Linked DNA regions of Mus musculus: region 2 is linked to region 1. A link is a contact called in public Hi-C data. All regions are on one chromosome and are shown on one strand. Each heading gives the region's core, a stretch centred on a gene start, on an enhancer-like site or on the middle of the called end of the contact. The rest is flanking DNA. Distances are from core to core; before and after follow the strand shown.

The links. Hi-C and Micro-C count contacts between places; a contact is called where the count stands out from the background.
Region 2: a contact with region 1 is called in a Hi-C map of cerebral cortex, with 3 times the contacts expected there. The contact joins two enhancer-like sites. A contact is called at or near these places in 2 of 39 promoter capture datasets (the C10 cell line and liver), 1 of 15 datasets of contacts at CTCF or cohesin (large pre-B cells), 63 of 484 Hi-C or Micro-C datasets (the AML12 cell line, the C10 cell line, the C2C12 cell line and 41 more), 9 of 115 datasets of contacts at active chromatin or transcription factors (T-cell acute lymphoblastic leukemia, bone marrow-derived dendritic cells, differentiating embryonic stem cells and 5 more) and 2 of 9 other capture datasets (adipose tissue and pancreatic islet).

The regions. Positions count from the first base shown.
Region 1 is chr10:74,923,921-74,926,896 of GRCm38.p6, forward strand. No RefSeq gene overlaps it. Among named protein-coding and RNA genes, the nearest start is that of Gnaz, 42 kb to the right of the region's middle. Within about 2 kb of position 1,536, at least 13 of the 459 cell types and tissues checked have an H3K27ac peak or open chromatin away from gene starts, as enhancers often do. A contact at or near this core is called in cerebral cortex and rod photoreceptor, where this site is marked.
Region 2 is chr10:75,005,784-75,008,759 of GRCm38.p6, forward strand. All of the region lies in intron 4 of Rsph14 (radial spoke head homolog 14 (Chlamydomonas)), which reads right to left. The region is part of intron 3 of Gnaz (guanine nucleotide binding protein, alpha z subunit); the gene reads left to right. Among named protein-coding and RNA genes, the nearest start is that of Gm40692, 16 kb to the right of the region's middle. Within about 2 kb of position 1,603, at least 37 of the 459 cell types and tissues checked have an H3K27ac peak or open chromatin away from gene starts, as enhancers often do. A contact at or near this core is called in cerebral cortex and rod photoreceptor, where this site is marked.

The DNA.
Region 1 (2,976 bases), core at 286-2,785:
CCTTCTCGCTCCAGCTCCGCTCGCTCTGGCCCAAAGATTTATTTATTTAAGTACACTGTAGCTGACTTCAGACATACCAGAAGAGGGCATCAGATCTCATTGTGAGCCACCATGTGGTTGCTGGGATTTGAACTCAGGATCTCCGGAAGAGCAGTCAGTGCTCTTAACCACTGAGTCATCTCTCCAGCCTGCGTGTTTTTAAAATTACACACAACATCCCTGTGACCGCATCTGGCAATGGGAGCATGCCTGTTCATACATCTGTCGTGTCACAGGGCCAACACAGGCCAGATAGGAAGACCTGATCATACATCATTCTGAGTCACAGTGATACCTCGTGGTGGTGACATGAGCCTCTTGGCTCATCTGCAATATACAAGCAATGCCACGTGGTGGGTACAGGCATGCCAGTTAGTGTGCTTGGTGTGCCCCTGTGAGGCTACGTGGTATGGTGCTACAGGCATGACTATTGACTAACCCGCTATATACCAGTGCCGCCACATGGATACGTGTCACACTTGTTCAAGTCCTGCTGAGCGCCAGTGCTGCCATGTAGTGGCACTGCCACACCTATTCGCACATATGCCATCTCCCAGGGCCACGACAAGGCAGTGAAGGCTTGCCTGTTTGCACACCTGCCATGTTACAGCACAGGCACCTGGTGGCGTGGGCCTACATGCCGTGGCCCAGCCTCACGACGTGGAAGCATAGGAAGAGCCGTTCACATGTCTGTCGTACCAAACACCATGGCATGCAGCCCGGGTGCCACCCCGAGTCCACTTCTCCCCCTTGGGAGAACTGGCCCCATTGCTGGAGGTGAGGAAGCTTAGCTGCGAAGGGTGCAACGTGGGGCCAGCAGTGAGTGCGCAGGCAAAGAATATACACACCTGGGAACAGCTTCAGAGAACTGGTTTGGTTTAATGGCAGAGAGAAAGGGGCACTTATGCTTCTGGGAAGGTGGACAGAGTCTCTGGGGCAAGGACAGTGCAGCCATGTACAATTGACCAGGACAGCCGTGTTGGAAGATGCTTCATCTGCATGCTCAAGGGTTGGGCATCCAAGGGGAAAACCTTCGAAGGTCAAACAAGTGAAGCCTGGAAACTGTCGGGATAGTAAATGCTTACTAGGGTTCATGGTTGGGGAGCCGGCTTTCTGGCACCAAATTGGGAGAGGGGAGCGAGCCAGTACCTGCCATCCTCATCTGAGGTATCTGGAGTTAAAGCTCTCCTTGACCTTTCCCCCTACTAACCCTGGGTCATTATGATCCCACACCTGGGTACTCCTGTTCCTACACCGGCTTCCCAGTGCCACCACCTGGTAGCCTTGGCATACCTGCCATGACCCAAGTGATGGCCATATAGTGGCCTGTGCGTGCCTGATTTGCGAGCATGTCATGACCCCCATGTTGCCATTTTTTCCAGGCAGCATAGGCACACCTGTTTACATACCTGCTGTGCCCCCCCCCCTGTCCTGTGACAATGCAGCATGGACGTTTGAGCCTGCCATATCCCGTTGCTGCCATGTGGTGGCGCAGTTGTGCCTGTTTACACAGTTGCCGTGTTCCAGGCTGCCACGTTTGTCCGGACGTGCGCCTGCGGTGTGCCAGCACTGAAATGTGGCACATCTGCTGAATCCTAGTGTGGGCGTTATGATGGGCACAGGCGTGTCTGTTTTCGTGCCTGCAACGTCAGTGCCACCGTATTACGGTACAAGGATACCTGTTTGCGTGCCTCGCCAACACGTGGTGGAATGGATGCAGGACCGTTTGCAAGTCTGGGTTCCGGCACTGGGTACTGGCAGCGTTTGGCGGGATGGCATGCTTGTTTGTACACCTACTGTATCCCAGTGCCACCACACGGTGGTGCAGGCATGCTATATGCACACCTGCCGTGTCCCATTATTGTCCTGTAGCAGTCTGGACATGCCTGGTCTCATTTGCTATGTCCTAGCCTCATACTGTGGAAGGGGGGTGGGGGGGAATGACTGCACTTCCACAGCTTAGCAGTACTAGTACCTACATACACCTGTTTGCATACCTGTGATGCCCCAGAACTGCCATGTGGCTGCCTAACACACCTGATCACAAGCCTGCCGGGTCCCAACACTGCCGCACAGTGGCACAGGTACACCTACTTACATACCTTCTGGTGCCAGGTGGGTAGAATGGACATCCCTGTTTGCATGCCTGCTGTGTGCCAGCATCTCACCCAGCAGCAAGGGTGTGCCTGTTCGTGCACCTGCTGTGTCCCGTCATTGCTTTGTGGCAGTGCAAATGCTTGTCCTGATGCTACCTCAAAGCGCCGCTATGTGCTCGCACATGCACACCTGTTGACATGCCTGTCCTAGCCCAGCAGAGACTCATGGTTGCAATAAGCATGCTCGCTTGCACGCCTCCTGTGTCCGGTACTGCCATGTCCCGGGGTTCCCATGTGGTGGTGTGGGTAACCCTGTTCACACTTGTTTGTGCCTGTTGTGTCCCAACCCCAAGTCATTGTGGCATGAGCAGACCTGGTGACGTGTCTGTCAAATCGCAGGCTGACAGCATGGTGGGATAGGTACATCTGTTTGCATGCCCGTGGTGTTTCAGCACCAGTACCTTGTGGTGCGAGGATTCCTGTTTGCACTTGGGCCATGTCCCAGCCTTGGAGGCAGAAGCATGAGTGTGCCTATTCACACCCACACAATATCCCAGCACTGCGTGGCTGCCACATCCAAGCAATACCATGTGGTGACATGAGCACACGTTTGCACACCTGCTGCGTTCCAGCGTGACTAAATGGCAGCAAGGGCAAGCCTATCAGTGCACCTCTGTGTCCCATCAACACCGCTCGGCTTGCAAGCATGCCTGTTCACATGTCTGCCATGTTAACACCACCATGTGTAGTGTGGGCACACATATTTGTGTGCCTACTGTTTCACAATGCACGATTCACCTGGCAACGGAGGCATGCCTGTCTGCACGCCTGCTGTGTCCCA
Region 2 (2,976 bases), core at 353-2,852, 82 kb after region 1:
GGTGCTCACAAGGCACGTGCAGGGAGATGGGTCCCCATCAGAGAATCCGCTGGTATCACAGAGTCCCAGGATGTCCTGCCCACACTGCTGCCCCATCCCAGACATGCCCCAAGTCAGCGTGCTGCTGCCTAGCTGGTCACACTCGACATCTGTTTCCTGTCTTTCTGGACAGCTGGTAAGCATGTGTATCCATCCTCCGAAGGACTCCATTCTCTGAAGTTAAGTTTGCTTAGTGCTGTCTGTCCCTCAAGCGGGGACTAAGAGCCAGACTTCCGACCTCCTCCCCATATGCTGCTCAGAGCCAAGTCAAAAGACTCATGAAAGAAATATTGAACTGAATGGGAGGGCATGGAGATTTAAGGGTAGGTGGGGTCTCTAGTTAGGAAAGCAATGGCAGATCCCAGAGAACAAAAATAGGGTAGTGTATGGAGCCAAGTGGTAGGCAGGCAAGATGGGAATAGGGGCTGTGAGCAGGCCCTTGGAGCCGGAACAGTAGACCAGGTTGTGCCATCTGCTTCAGGGCCCTGAGCACCCGCAGGTTTGGTGGGTGGGGGGAGGGACCCTTGTGTGGGGGTGACCACCCTGAGGGAGCACAGGTGGGACCCAGCTCATAGGCAGGCAGCAGCCTCCTTAGCTTCAGCGCATCCCTTGTTCCTGCACTGCTTGTTCCTTCAGACAGGCTCCAGGGCAGCAGGGCTCATAGAATCATGAGCTTCCCTAATCCAATTCTCCAGGCTATGGAAGCAGCAGTTAAGTTATGCAGGAAGGAGGAGAGAAACACTAACCAGATTGCGCTGGAAATAAGTCCCCAGTTATCTCCTCTGTCTCCAGATACATCCCAGTTTCCCCCGAGGCCAATATCCCTGACCAAGCCTGAAGGTGATCCAGTCTGTATGGGACCCTCCTTGCTCCAGGGTGGTGGGCTGGGCAGAGGTTGAGTCCATAAAATAGGAATGCTGTGAGGATCCCCATCATGACCCTTCTCCCTGGGCCTGGAGCCCTGTGTCACTTTTCTAATGTGAATGGAAAAGTGGCCTCCTCACAGGTGGATGCTATCAGGAACATGTCACCAAAGGAACCTTCCATCTTAACTGCCTGCTGGCTCTTAGGCCAGAGTGAGCCAACAGATCATCTCCAGAGGAGAATCAGGTCCCCCAACCAACTCCCAAAGGCCCACTGCTACTACCCCCAGGTAGATATATTGAGCTAAGAAGTACAGCCTCCTCCTGTCTTTGGTCTTTATTGCTGTGTGAGATGGAGGGTGGAGGCGTCCTCTTCGGTTGTCATGGAAACAGCAATCCATCTACTGAGAGTCTGGGTGCTAAACTGAACAGAGGGAGGGGCAGCTGGCTGTTGCCACCTTCCAGCAGTTTGGGGCTGAGAAAGACCCAAGGGGCTACCACACACTTGAATGTACCTGGCGTGCCCAGAGTACCTGAGAGCTTCCCTGTGGGTAGCGGAGCCAGAGGCACACCTGCCTTGTCTCTGTTAGGGTTAGCTGGCATTCCATCCAAGCACTGGAGTGGATACAGAGGCTCTGTCCACTGGGAGCCACGTCACGGGGAAGGCAAGGATGGAACGGGGAAGCCAGCAGCCAGTAGCTGGCACTGTCTGGGGAGAACCAAGCATCTGGCCCTCCCTGGGTGAATGACTGCTGCCTGCCCAGCTTGTGCCTACTGCTAGGAAGCAGTGGCATGGTGCCTGCTTAGATTTCATCAGACTCCCTCCTCAGGGTTTCTCACCTCACTCCCTGTGTGTCTAAGCTCTTCGAGGACACCACAGCATGGATAGTAACCTCCCCCATGCCTCTAAAGTAGGAGAGAGTGGCAGAGACAGCCAGCTCCCAGATAGGAAGTGCAGCCACAGATCTGCAGACCAGCAAGGGAGTGTGCATAGGACTTAGTCTATCAGTGAAAGGAGACCCTGGCACCCTGCAGAGTGTCAAGGGCCTGGCTGGCAAGCCTGTCATCTGTATCACGGGGCCTAGAGACAGGGCTCAGGAGGCGAGGGATACCTCCTTCAGTTCCCCAGTCCGGGATCAGCTTCTCAGAAGCACAGTCCTCTCCAGGTCACTGGTGGATCCAGGGTGAGTGGTCCATTTCACGGAGGCAAGAACTGCAGTCTGGAGTGTGAGAATCACAGAGTCTCACGGCCATCTGGGCGTGCCTCAGGGGAGGCCCGAGAGTACTCAGGTAGCATGGACAGGCGCTCTCCTCCAGGAAGCCAGCAGAGTCATGCCCCACAGAAGCTTCTCGGCACCTAAGCTTAGTGACAGTCCCCGACTGACGGTCCCAGGTCCCAACGGCAGTGTGCGACTTCAGATCCAACCTTGTCTTTTCCAAACCAGAGGCTTCTGATCACAGAGCATGGCCTCTGTAACACCCCCCTGATCACAGAGCATGGCCTCTGTAACATCCCCCCTGATCACAGAGCATGGCCTCTGTAACACCCCCCCCCCCCCGCTGATCACAGAGCATGGCCTCTGTAACATCCCCCCCCCCCCGCTGATCACAGAGCATGGCCTCTGTAACACCCCCCGCTGATCACAGAGCATGGCCTCTGTAACATCCCCCCCCCCCCCCGTGATCACAGAGCACAGATCACAGAGCCTCTGTAACATTCCCCCTCCCCCCGCCTTTTTAAAGAGTAAATTACATTAAATTCTCAAAAGGACTTTTTTTTTTAAGTATTTATTTTTATGGATGAATACACTGTAGCTGTCTTCAGACACACCAGAAGAGGGCATCGGATCCCATTACAGATGGTTGTGAGCCACCATGTGGTTGCTGGGAATTGAACTCAGGACCTCTGGAAAAGCAGTCAGTGTTCTTAGCCACTAAGCCATCTCTCCAGCCCTCTTCCCATTTTCATAAGGAGGCCATGCTGGTCCAAACCTCCTCCTATATGGGTCCTCTTGTGGTTCTTGTCAGCACTGTCTCCATTCTACCTGGGATCCTGTGTCACCTCACAGAACTG